Regions from separate parts of the Anas platyrhynchos genome. Here region 2 is linked to region 1. A link is a contact called in public Hi-C data. All regions are on one chromosome and are shown on one strand. Each heading gives the region's core, a stretch centred on a gene start, on an enhancer-like site or on the middle of the called end of the contact. The rest is flanking DNA. Distances are from core to core; before and after follow the strand shown.

The links. Hi-C and Micro-C count contacts between places; a contact is called where the count stands out from the background.
Region 2: a contact with region 1 is called in a Hi-C map of F1 follicle, with 3 times the contacts expected there. The contact joins two enhancer-like sites. A contact is called at or near these places in 2 of 8 Hi-C or Micro-C datasets (F1 follicle and F5 follicle).

Annotation. Positions count from the first base shown.
Region 1 is chr19:10,287,005-10,293,306 of IASCAAS_PekinDuck_T2T, forward strand. The region is part of intron 2 of LOC110353853 (a long non-coding RNA gene); the gene reads right to left. Among named protein-coding and RNA genes, the nearest start is that of PMP22, 97 kb to the right of the region's middle. Within about 2 kb of position 2,232, at least 2 of the 8 cell types and tissues checked have an H3K27ac peak or open chromatin away from gene starts, as enhancers often do. A contact at or near this core is called in F1 follicle, where this site is marked.
Region 2 is chr19:10,357,549-10,364,435 of IASCAAS_PekinDuck_T2T, forward strand. No RefSeq gene overlaps it. Among named protein-coding and RNA genes, the nearest start is that of PMP22, 26 kb to the right of the region's middle. Within about 2 kb of position 2,668, at least 1 of the 8 cell types and tissues checked has an H3K27ac peak or open chromatin away from gene starts, as enhancers often do. A contact at or near this core is called in F1 follicle, where this site is marked.

The sequences.
Region 1 (6,302 bases), core at 982-3,481:
AGCAATCAAAGTACACATGAACAATGAAATCCAATTAAAAAGAAAACAAAACTATATCAAAAATGTTTTGACTATACAGAAATGAAATATCACAATAACATCAAAACTCAGCAGCAGTATTAGAAGCATGTTGACTTTTTTTTAAATATAATTATTTTTATTTTTTAGCAAAGAGCCTGGTCAAACAAAAACCTATTTTTTTCTTTTGAGTTTGGGTTAATAGAATCCTGATATTCCCCGGGGAGCTGCTTGGCCCGTTCATGAGAGCATATTGAACGACCGAGCTGGGAAGGTGTTGAACCAGGAATGATGATAATGCTCCCAGCAATGGGGATATAAAGAAAGCCCTGCCCATTCCTTTGGATGAACAGGGCACTTCCAAAAGAAGGCTTTGGGCTTCCCAACCCCAACGAGGTGAGATGTGCCTGTCACAAAAGCAGCTCTAAACCAAGCAAGGGACTGTTCTTCCTAACTGCTCTTCCACACTGATCTAGCTGAAGTAGCTGGCAATCCAGTCAACCCTCTACACTTTAAGACTCTTGCTCTAAAACAAGCTACTTGAATTGCATGAGCAGCTTGCATTCTCACCATCTATTTTGGCAGGCATGAGATGGGTTCCACCCAACCTGCAGCTGTGGCTAATTTGGATTAACCTTCCCCGAGAATCTCCACCAGGAGAAGCTGGAAAAGGGTCTCTTTCCAGCAAGGGTAACTGTGTGTGTTAATTCCCTGCATCCCTGGGCTTTGTGCCTGCATATTCAATGCAGCAAGGAAAATGGAAACGAGCCTTGTGTGAGCTAACAGAGGCTGCTTCTCCACACCAAGCAGCCTGCATTGGTTTACCTGAACTGATACACAATCAAATCTTTATTTGAACAAATACTATTTGTTTGGCAAGAATTTCTTCTGAGCTCTCTCACTGAACACAAGCCTTGCCTGGGATTTCTTCCTTTGGGGCAAGCAAGAAATCAACCAACCCTAACACCATACCCTGAGAGCTATGCAAGGGGACTCTCTGAGCCACTCAAAACCTTGGTTTGTAGGGACCACATCCACCTTTTCACACACTCCCAAACATCCAAGATCTCCCCAGAGAAGTGCTGGGGCCACCAATCCTCCCTGAAAGCAGCTTGCAAAGCAAGCCATAGCCAGCACCCCCCAATCCCAGCATTTGGGGTCGATGCCAGAGGTGGAAGGATGTGGATCCACAGCCGTAGCACTTTGCAATCAGACTCTTCAGTGCAGCCGCGCTCTGGGGCACTTTGTTTTACTTCCAGTAAGGGTATCTGATTGGGAGCAGGCAGGGCAGCACCTAGGATTACAGGGGCCCATCTAGCTGCTCCCTTCCCTGCTGTTCCAGCAGGGTTTGGAGCAGGTGCCTCGTGCTGCGTTGCCCCAGGACGCTGCCTGGCCGCCAGCCAGTCTGAGGACAGCACAGAGCAGCTGCCTGGTCTGCTGGGAGTGCCTGGGCCTTGACGGGGGGCCACATGTCCCTAGGAAGGGCAAACGCCACCATTGCCTTCTCCCTAATCTGGGATAATTCCCTCTTAGAAATGTGATCAGGCTTGCACACCCCTGGCATCAACATCCTGGGTAAACCCATGCGGGGAAGGCTGATTTGTTTTTTCTTTGTTAAATCATGATGGGATGGGGTGTGGGGTGTTTTCTTCTTAGCAGCTGGTCTGATAAGAAAACAAATGACAAAAAGGCCACGAAATATTTCAGTCTGTTCTTTTTTCTTAGCGCCTCACTTGAAGAAGCTGAAAAGCATCAGAGCCCTGGTGCAGACACTTGTGCTGCCTCCTGAGCAGAAACACGGATGTGAGAAGGGTCTCAGCCTTTTAGAGCACGTTTCCCAGTTCACTCACATGAAGCTCATTTCTAACCTTATTACCTCTGTGGATACTATTGGGAATTCTGCAGCAGATGAGAGGGACAAAAGCAAACAACAGGACTTACAGCCAAAATTTAACTACCCTTGAAACCGTTGGAAGCTGATAGAAAGCCATCTGGTGTATTAGACATGAAACAATGTTTGTACATGCAAGACCCTTTGTTAAGAGTGAGTTATCTAACTGCAGCACTGGAGCCATGGGATGGAGTTAACACTCAAGGCATTACAGTACTTTTAATAAATTATCTGTAAAATACCGCCTTTAGTCTAACCACAAGTCAGGGTCTGATGCAGGAATCAATAACAAAGATCTTGTTGTGTTATAAACAAGGTCAAACTAGATGACCACAGAGCTTTCTTCAGCTTCAAATTCTATTAAAGGATGTGAAAGGGAGAACATAAGCAGCCAATACAGAAATAGAGCATTTAGCCTACTTTTGCTTCTGCAAGTGCAAAATCTTTAACAACAACAACAACAAAAAAAAAAAAAACAACACACTGCTAACAACAAAACCTCACAGCTAGTGCACTGGTACACCAGAACTGACTGCTGGCCACATGAGTATCACTGACTTAGGAGACAAACCAGCTGTGGTAGAAAAGCTACAAAGTGTGTCTAAGGTCAAAAAGAAGTCTAGGGTTAAGATCAGAATCCATCAAGTCTCCTACAACTGTTCTCCAGTGATGGGGTTGGAAAGAGGGTGCAGGCTAAGAAGTTTAGGCAGCAAACAAACAAGTCCTGTGTGCCTCTCATTAAATCCAGGACAAAATATTATCACAGCAAGTTTTCAGGACACACATACAAGGCCCTTTATTCCAGATATTACATTAGTTTGGCAGATTCTACTCAACAGATTTCACTCCATGCTCTGCAGATCACTTCTGATCAATGTGACAATGGCTGCTTTCTTATTTTTACTGATGTGCTTTAGTACTTGAAAATAAAAGATACCATTATGCTGCTTTTGACAAAAGTAATTTTTGTAGCTCCTAGCCTATGTTATTTGACTGTGACTGGAAAGGATTGCAGTCACGAAGCAGAGTGTTGTTCCTGACATTTTCTCTGATGAGGTGTCAATATTTTGAGAACTGAGACGGAAGAAATAAAATGTAGGTGGCATCCCTTCTGCACCTTGAAACTTTCAGCCTAAGATGGTGAAAGTCTGTCACTGCAGAACCAAAAAGAGAACTTGGTTGGAAGGGATGTCTGGAGAGGTTTCTAGTTCAAAGCAAGCCTAACACCGCACACCCGGTTCAGTCACATCTCCAAGGCTGGATAGCTCACTCTTCTATTTCAACCTGTACTACCCAGTGAACAATTATTTCCAAACACCCATTCAAATGACATTTGGAAGCATCACTTTGTGGTATTACCCCTTGTCATATCATTTCCCATCACCAAGAGATGAAGAGCTTGGCTCTGACGCCTTTAATACAGTTCTTCAAAGTATTTGTAGGTTGTTAGTATATTGCCCTTCAGTAGTTGCCAGTAGATCACTGGTGTATAAATATACACTGGTGGCACATCCTGACTGCTGTGTGAGTCCTGGTTCTCCCAGTTCACAATGCCTACCAGGTGGTGAGCAGCCAGCGCTTCCCTCTGGTACATGAGAACATGCTTCCTTGGTGAGAGAATTAAAGTAATGATGCTCATGTCATTCCTGAAGGCAGGATATGGATGGGTTCAGGACCAGTGTGCAAGAAGACATTTCATGCTTGATAAACCTCTGAAATCATTGCCCTGCTCTGGACACCAGATGCAGACACACCTGCTCCACACCAACGCGGGCCTGGGATCCCAGAGGGACGGATGCTGGGCTAGGGACTGCAACACACTGCCTCATGCTCAGACCCTAGAAGATGAAGCTTTTCATCTTCCTGGGCTGAGGGAGGTGAGGTCTCTACACCTAATACCTCTGCAACAGAAACCACCACAACTATCTGCAGGGGTTGATCATGTTTTCCCCTTCCCCAGATCACCTTCTTGTAAAAAGAATGCATAGATCTTTCAAATTACATGCCTATCTTACCTCTCCCGTTTTCTTTTACCCTGTATTATAATATATTCTTTTTACTTCACCTCTGCATAGCATTTTTCTTACATCAAGCAGCCTTGCTGCATTTATTACATTTTTGGGGAGTAAAGGAAGAGCTCTGCATGGTGCAGTAGCCTTGAGGATGGCAGTAAAAATAAAATAAAATCAAGATACCATAAAGTTATCAACATCAACAAAGTGAAGAGCTAAAAAACAGCAGCAATTTTCAGCCTCCTCCAATGGCATTCATTACGTATGCACAGCACAGAAATTTTCACAAAACTTTCTTTCAAATGGACCTGTTTAAATGTATAAAATGTGTAGTGGATTAGGTGATTCTTTAACCAGGCTCCCAACGGGACTTGCTTAAGTGGAAACAGCTCTTTAGAGGAACATCCTGAAATTTGTTTTGACTTATCTCCTGAGCTGTCTAGAGATTTAAATCGTCACTCTTAGATGTGGTCTCCTGACTGTGCCTGCAGCTTAAAATAGCATAGGAAATGGGTTTCTAAAAGGCTGTTAAATAACAAAAATGCTGGCAAAAAAATAATAATGTTAATTTCTCTATTCCTCTCCAAATGGGGGAAAATGTTATTGACCTGTTCGAGCTCAATAGAAATTTTCTCACAAGTTGAAAGAACTGGTTGTTTGAGCAGATTACATTACCCAAATTGTCTCCTGTGGGAGACTTGATCACTTATTGTCTTTTCTGAGAGCTGTTGCTTTTCCAGTACATGCTCATGTCACCCCCTTTGAAACTGCAATAGAATAATTAGGACCATCCAAAAAGTTCTGTTTCCCAGAAAACTGGGCTTCTGGACAACAACAAATGTCTAGTAAGAAAATGCAGGGTTTTGTTTTAAGTACTTCCTTTAAGACACTGAATGCTCCCAACTAAAAATAAACTCATTTTTCATCCAAAAGCCCAAAGATTTCTCTTTTGAAATGCTACTATGCAATTTCACAAAAGGAAACATTCATGCGTCTGCTATGTTTGGACAAATTTCTGTGGTCATACCTCATGCCTTACAATGCATTTTGGTCACGATGCTTCCCTTACCAAGAGACTGCGAAGCAATATGGGAGAAACAGTTCAAACTATCTGGTCCATAAGGAAGAAGGAGAATGAGGCACCCACAATACTGTTCCTATAAAGTGCCATGGGAGCTTAAATTGTTATTAGGAGTAGTGAAGGTGATCTAGCTACCACTATCTAGTTACCACTAATAACCATGATATTTAGCAAGCACCCAGGAGGCAGAGTAAGCACAATGCAGTGTTCAGCTTGGGTCATTTCCCCATCTGTAACGTGAAGATAGCCATGTGGCTCTTTCCTAGCTTTTTCCTGCCTTATTTCCCTCAACACAGGTTCTTCAGGCTGTCCATCCTATGCAGGGCAGGGAGCACATCCCTGGGTGTGTTTCCCTGAGGTGTTCCCTGTAGCCATGAGGAGATACCTGCAGAGGACCGTCACCTTGAAGACCTTCTGCACATCTTGACTGGCATCAAATTAGTAGAAGCAGAGTGCAACGCTATGAGTTTTGACTGTGAAATACCTGAATGAGAAACAGCCAGTAGCAGATTGGATTCAAAGAAGCAAAGCTCTGAAGTGATCTTTGCACTGCCCTCACAGACAAGTCAGAGGTAAAGTGCCTCCTGGAGGGCCCCTGGCACGCCCAAAGAGAGGCCCCAGAACAGCACCTTGCGCCTGCACCCCCTTGTCCTCACCTTAGCCACAAATGCCCCATACCACTGGAAGATGCCCCTGTCCTGCTGGAAGTCTTCACCTACTCGTGGTGCTCTGCAGCCCCAGCTCTCAGCTGTGCCCAAAGCTTCCTCGTGGTTCTGGTCTCTGGTGTGGATGCACTCTTCACAGCCTCACGTTTGGCCTCCTGCACAGAGAGCACTTAGGGGAGACCCCAGCTCTGTTCCCCCATCCTCATGTGCTGCAGCAAGGTCCAGATGTACACTCTTTCCATCTTATTATTATATTATTGTAAGCATCCATGTGCCCTTCTGCCAAGGGAAAGCCACACAGGACAGCCACTCGCTCATTCCAGGCCCTCACAAGCTCTGCCCCTGTCACACCATCTCCCAGTGCCCCCAAACCCCTCAGAACAGCCACCTCCCTCACGCAGAGGCCACATCCACCCAAAGGTGCTTCCAAAGACACTGGTGTCAGAGCTAAATCTGTCACAGGGGTAAATAACAAAACAGAAGGTTTACAAACCATCTCAGTGATTCAGATTCTGTTACCTGCTTTCAAGCAGGACTGAAGCACACAAGACGATCTGGAGCTGGCCTAGCTTCAGGTGGTGAAAACTGCCCCTATGCTGACAGGTAGTTTGGTGTCATGGGGCAGACCCGAGCAC
Region 2 (6,887 bases), core at 1,418-3,917, 71 kb after region 1:
CAGTGCCTACACGTAGGGAAGCCAGGCAAGAACACAGCCCTGCTGCCCCTGGGATGGGAATTTGCTGAGCTGGATACTACATCTGAGCCCTGGACCTTGCGTGGGGACAACTCTAGAAACTGGGCTGCTGCCCTTGCTAGAAAAGAGGCAAACAGCTCTTATTTTGCTTTCCAGTCAGAGCAGGGAGCTGGCGATGGGGACGGGAAGGACCCTTCCAGAGCTGGGTTTGATGCCTGGCACCCAGCACCCAGACAACACCCCCAGCCCCACTGTTCACCCACAGTAACTCACAATAAGAGATTTTAATTGGCAATGTATTCTTTTTTTCACTGCAACATTGTTTTGCTGAACTCTGTCTTCATGTTCCTGAGCAAAAAAATGGCCATGGGAGAAGCAAGGCTTTCCCTTTGGACTGGTGCCTCATGGCTGGTTTACTAAAACTTTCTGAATTCCTGTAATATTCCTCATAAAATTGCAGGGAAGGAAGTGGGAAGGAACTTTGGATTAAAGTGCTTGAGGAACGATATCCCCAAGCCTCATGTCAGGCCCCTAAGAATAAAAGAAACTATTGACCATTTGATGGTTCCACTTTATAATCAATTCCAAATTAGTCTTTGAATATTCATTTGTTATTTCTGCTCCCCACCTTTCACTTGCTTGAGTGGAAATGCATAGAGAGAGCTTTGGGTTTCTTTTGCAGCCCCTTCTCAAAGCACCCTCTGAAGCCCTACAGCCAGGAGGTACCCACGGGCCACCAGGCTGAAATACCTGGACCAGGCTGCTCTCTCTCACCCCAGCCCAGGATTGACATGATGTAGCTTGTTCCTGGCACAAAAATAATATAAAATAAAAAGAAAAGGCACCCAAGCCTGGTTGCTCCCCTGCTGCTCATTCCAGCAGCCCTTCCGTAGTCTCTGACTGGAACACGGCTCAAGCAGACGCTTTCCTTTTGGTGTGGCAAGAAGAAAGATCATTTTTTTTAAATCATGCAAATGAGGAACAAGATCGGTGTATAAAATAAACAGACAAGCCATTTTTCACCTATAATTGTTTCTTTGCCACATTAATAAAAATATGGTGTGTGTTATGGTTAATGAATATGTAAATGAGCAATGATTAATAACTCATTTGGGGAGAAATGGGAAGATTAATTTACCTTCTACAGTTCCTCTGTTCGACGTCCCTGCAGCTCCCTTCTCTTAATGCCTAACCCAGGCCCTGTGCACAATGAACCAGTGGGACCAACAATGCCAATATTCCACTTGTGCCTGTGCCCAAAGTGTTGGGCTCGAGGGCTTTTCACTGAAAAGCTCCTTTGAGAGGTGCCTTTTCCCAGCCTTTACGAGATCTGTGCCTAAAGGCAATACTCCTTTTTTAGACAATATTATGGGATTTTGCTTTTAGTCTGGAAGTTTTCCTCAGAAAGCATCAGAGGGTGAACCATTTCCTTCTCTCCCTGCCCATTCTTGCACAAAGCACCTCCTGTCCATGCCACCTTCCCAGCACAGACCCTCCCTAGCCTTGCTGCGTGCCCTGCAGCACTGCCACCACTGCTGGGATCCCACCAAAGCCCTGAGCCTTCACCCTGGGAACATTCATTTACTGAGGGCTGGGGGTGAGCTCTCACTCCCTGCCCCAGAGAGGCTGCTTCCCTCAAACACCGAGTTGCATTTATTGGGTGGCTGCAACCCCAAAAGCGTGTCTACATCCCCTTTCTGCTCATTGCCATTTCATGTCGGAGCTGTCTTGGGCTGGAGCCTGTTCCTGGAGGGTGTCCCACATCCTCCCAACATCACTTCTTCCCCTTCTCTTTCTTGCAGGAGAAGGAAAAGTCTGGTTTCTGCTCAGAAGAGCCCTTGCCGGAGACCCAGAGCCACTGACCATTTGGAGGAACATCTTCATCCAAACCAGTGGCTCCATCAGTGGTACAGCAAGGTTCCTGCTCTGCTCCCCTCTCCTGCGCTGCTCCTGCAGTCGCCTGTTCTCCAGCCCTTTCCCAAAGACAGGCTGCCCACCTTTGGCATGATCCTGCTGCAGACAAAGGCTAACTTCAGCCTGCTGACCCCTTCCATGCTGCTGTGGGGCTGGGTCCTGACCCAGAACCTGGCTGCTACAGGCACCTGCGGTTCCTCCACGGTGCCACAGCTGGATTTGTACCCAGTGTGTGGGACAGGAGAGCAGGACAGATCCCTGCTCCCCTCTTGGAGACGGGGGGCTGAGATGCAAGGGAGTAGGAGGCTGGGCTGAGGTCTCAGCACCTGGGTGGCCCTGGCTCTCCTGGGTGATGCAGGGCAGCTTCCAGCAACCTGCCTGTTGTGGACAAAGTCTCTCAAAGCTTTTTTTATTTTTTTTTTTCTCCCCTGGAATATACTGCCCATACTGATGCTCTCTTGCAACAGCCTGGTACAAAACACACAGTGTTGGTGTCAAAGGAATTTTCCTTTGGTTTCACTACAATCAGGTGGGTTAAAGGGGGCTGAAACCAGTCCTGGGCAGTGATTTTTTGCACATTACCTGACTTATTCTGCAGAGTGCTAGGAGGTGTCTGAGCTGCTCGGGGTCTTTAATTTCCTCCCAGCTCCTCAGGACACACAGACCCCGGCTGTGCAGCGTTTCCGAGGACCTTCCACTAATTCCTTTGAACTCCTTTTATGCGTGCTGCGAGCTCAACTGTAAGGACAAACGCACCCTCTCGTGGCTGCAGATTTGCCTTCAAAGAGCCCAGGCTCTGCGAGCCCTCACTGTGTGACAGCAAAGCAGCAGCAGCATGGCCAGACCCATCCTGCTCAGCCTGTCCTGCTCCCCACGGCTCCAAAACCTTCTGGAAAATTAGGAAGGCTTCCTGGGGCTCAGTTTGGCTCCACAGCATTTGGGTGGGCTGCACTGGGTGGATGTTTCCCACAGGTCTGGTGCTGTAGAATTCGGGGTCTGATTCTGTATCGGGTTGGAAATAAACCTGCCAGGGTGTATTCATGTCTCCCCCTCTTCTCCCAGTCTCCCAGGGGTTTTTTCCTTCCTATGGAGCCTCCAGCCTTTGCCCCTTTCTTCTGCACGCTGCACTTGGGGTCATCACAGCATTCAGAGCTTTCTTTGCCTTCCAAAAACAGGGCATTTCCTGGAGAACTGCGGCTTCCCAGAAACACACAACTCGTCTTTAGTTCTCCCTGTTATTGGAAAACACAACCCAGAGGGGACAGCTTGGATAACTGCTGCCTGCAGCGGTGGTGGCAGTGGTGGTGTCCCTCCCTGCAGCTCCTGGGCTCGTGGTGGTGTCCCCAGCTTGGGGACAGCAGGGGACCAAAGGCTGCAGACAGTCAAGGGAGAGAACAAAGCACAGCTCAATGGGTTTCTCCTGAAATGTGATTTAAGCTTCACAAAGACAATCCCAGACTCACTTCAGGGGACAGCCCGTCCCACACAGCTCCATCCATGGTACATGAGGCTCCAAAAGCCCACGAGGAGCCCAGGAGAAGTCAGCTGCTGCAAATCCCTGCTCCTGTGCTCCCTGCTCCCCTGTGCAGCGCTCACTCCCTGCTGAGCAGAGCTACCTGCAGCATCACAGGTGGAAACGGACATAACCCAAATTCCTGGGTGAAGCCTGACAGACAGAGCCAGCAGCAGCACCATGTGTGTCCCCTCAAAATGGGAATTTGCCTGGAGGCATGTCATTGGAAATGCAATATTTTTTAAGGGGAAAAAAAAAAAAAAAAGAAAGAAAAAAAAAAAGAAAAATAAGAAAAAAGAAAAGCCATGATTAATCATTTGTTCCAATTTTTCATTAAAAGCAAGAATTTTCCTTAAAGTACACATTGGCTGCAGAAAAGCAGCTGTTTGTTTTGTTTTCTGTAATGCAAACCAGAAGATTTTTCCTGAAGTTTTTGAAAACCATCTGCTTTGGTCAGCAAAGCAAAAACAAAAGGGAACTGTTGCAACAACTAAAATAACTGTTTTGCTCTGAGCTTCCAAGAAAGTAAAGAAAATTCAACCAGCTGCACGGCGCAGCACGAGCCTGCCCTGCCTATCCCACCCCAGGTGAGCGCAGCCCCGACGTGGCAGGAGGGGAGCAGAGCTCGGTGCTAGCAGGAAAATTCCCGGGGAGCTCTCGGGGACCAAGCCCCCACCAGGACTGTTGCTGTCCCGTGCAGATGTTGGAGCTGAAACCCAGTGCTCCATGTGTGGGAGACATCTGTATGGCTGCCGGGGGCAGAAGGGACCCTTGGAGCCCCCAGCCCAGCTGCAGTGGGGGGAAGCACTGGGGCAGAGGCTTTGCAATAGCTGTTTGCAATCACGTTGTGTGTTCGCAGCTACCCAGAGCAGTTTCCATCTCCCCTACCTTTAACACAGCTTTCCAAGGCTGACGGAGGTGAGGAGGCCTCTCTGCTGTATGCATCTCTGCCTCACGCAAGGCATTGCAGCCACCAGGAAGAAAATAAATAAATAAATAAATAAATAAAATCAAGGTGTCTTTCTGGTTCTTCAGTTGCGTATTGATTTTCACTTTGGACAAACAAAGCGTCACTCAGAAGCCAACCGCTTCCTCATTAATACACCTGCGGTGAATCCACTTCTATACCAATCAATTAACATGTAAATAATTAAAACAACATTTTAGAATAAAATTCTCTGCCTGTAGGAAGGCCTGGGATGTGTGAATTATGGAGCATTAATTCATACCTAGTTTTCTTAATGGCCCTCGACCTTCGGCCTCGCGCCTCGCAGCAATGAAGTGTGCATTAATTCCCCGTATTTCACGCGCTGTCAGCTCACCCCATTTGCATGGAGCGCAGCCCCCCGAGGGGTGCCCGGGGATCCCAAATCTGCAGGGACAGCAGATGCGGGTGGTGCTGGCTCGGCCGCAGCCCCTGCTGGGCTCAGGGGTTGCTGCACGGCTGCCCTGAGGCTCCAGAGGCACCAGACAGAGCCCGGGACCTGCTGCCCTGCAGGGTCCTGGGCTTTATTTAACCCAGCACCAGGGTTTGGGGGCTGGGGACCCTCCTGCAGGTAAAATTGCCATCATCTCTCCTACTGCTTAGGCAGAAACCCGCCTGATGTCTTAGCCTTGCCTCTCCAAAACACTGCCATGGCCATCACAGAGGCCCAGAGCTCAGACTTCCCATCCCTGGGCAGAAACCAGAGTGACTTTCTGGAAGGCACTGGCAGAGATGAAGCCCCTAGAGAGAAACCACACTGGCTTTTGGGGAGGGACTGATGGAAAGGTGCAGATGAAGTTTGAGCCTTTATGGCCTCTCTGCTCCCTCCTTCCCCTTCCCCAAGCAGGGACCCGATGTCCCTTTGCTCCTTCCTCCAGCGCGGCCCCATTGGAGCCATGCAAGGCACTCACAGAGGGGCAGAGCCCACCTCCTATGGCCCCCCCAGTCCTCCCAGTCAGGGGGCACACGCAGCCCCCCAGGCAGAGCCAGCACCAGCACATACAGGTCTCACACGGGGCCACGGCCCTCATCCGAGGGATGCTTCAAAGGCGAGGATGCAAATTCTATTATCCATCCCTCAAGGTTTCCTCCGTTCAAATCGAATCTGGGCCCGGAACATGTCTGTGCTCCTGCACTTGGAGATGAGCTTTAATTAAGAGGTAAAATTATTAAAGCTGCAAGTTATTATAGCCTCAGGACCCCTGCCCAGTGATATGAAGCAGATGGTCCAGGGGCAAGCGAAAGCCCTTTAATAAAGAAGCGTTTGCAATTCATGAGCATTAATTATGTCCACTTCTCTCATTTTAAAATGTGATGCTTGTCAGCCCCGTTATTGTGTGGAAAGCAAGCATGATGAATTAGGCAAACCCCTTCTGGTTCAGGACATATTCTTTGTGTGACGAAAATTAAAAGTATTATCTCCCAGAAGATAGAGCGATTGGAATATTTAAGGGCTCCCCTCCCTCCGCCCAGCTTTCTCCCCACCAGCTCCGCTGCCCTGCCTGCTTTTTGGAGGGCACTGCTGGGACCCGGCCACCCCCTGGGGACAGCAGGTGGGGGACACCCGGCCCCAGCCCCTGGCATGGGACTGAGGGTGCTGGGGTGCCCCAAACAGCTGTGCAGTGGGGAAGTGGTGCCACGCCAGGCAAGCCATCGATGCTCCTGCCTCACCCCCTGCCCACCCTATCTGTTATTTATAAGCCCATAAAACAAAGATCGAGGGAGAGGGAGGGTCCTGGCTGAGCTCCCTGCTCTGCCACGGTTTGCCATCGTCACCAACGTGTTTCCCTGTCTGGTTTCCACGTGTGCTCGGCCCTGCTGCCAGGTCTGCTGGGCTGGGTGAGCCCAGGGGATGCCACCAGGCAGAAATGAGGTGGAGAGGCCAGCCTGGAGCTCCTAAATCCCCACCCGCAACCCCAGTGCCCACCAGGGTGGCAAAGCAGCTCCAGAGCCAAAGGCAAGGCAGCTGGGGGTGTTAGCAGGGCAGCACCCAGCACCCAAACACGGGTACGAGCCCCAGGAAAGCCACCTCAGGAACAAATGCTCCCAAACTTGTGCTGGTGCAGGGCACGCTCTGACATCCCAGCAGCAGCCTCCAAGGGACAATGTCACTCCTTATTCTCATTTTTTTGCAGGGACAGCCTGCAATTCCTCCTGCCAGCCCAGCAATGAGAATTTCCTTCTCGCTGCTCAGACTCATAGCTAAAAAGCTTCTCCTTGTGTTTTCCTAGGTACAAACCCAGGTTTTCCAGTTCTGGCACCATGTCTGACATTACAGGGCTGGTGGGACATGGGAAGGGCTATAAAGCTGCTGAGCCAGCCCGCAGGCACCAGATAACCCAGGCTGACCTTACAGCAGGGAGCTGCCCACCCTCCCGGTAAGAGCTCCACACGCTACACGGCCTCGGTTAAAGACGACATCGTTTACATTCACAGAGATTTATTGGCTCCTCCTTT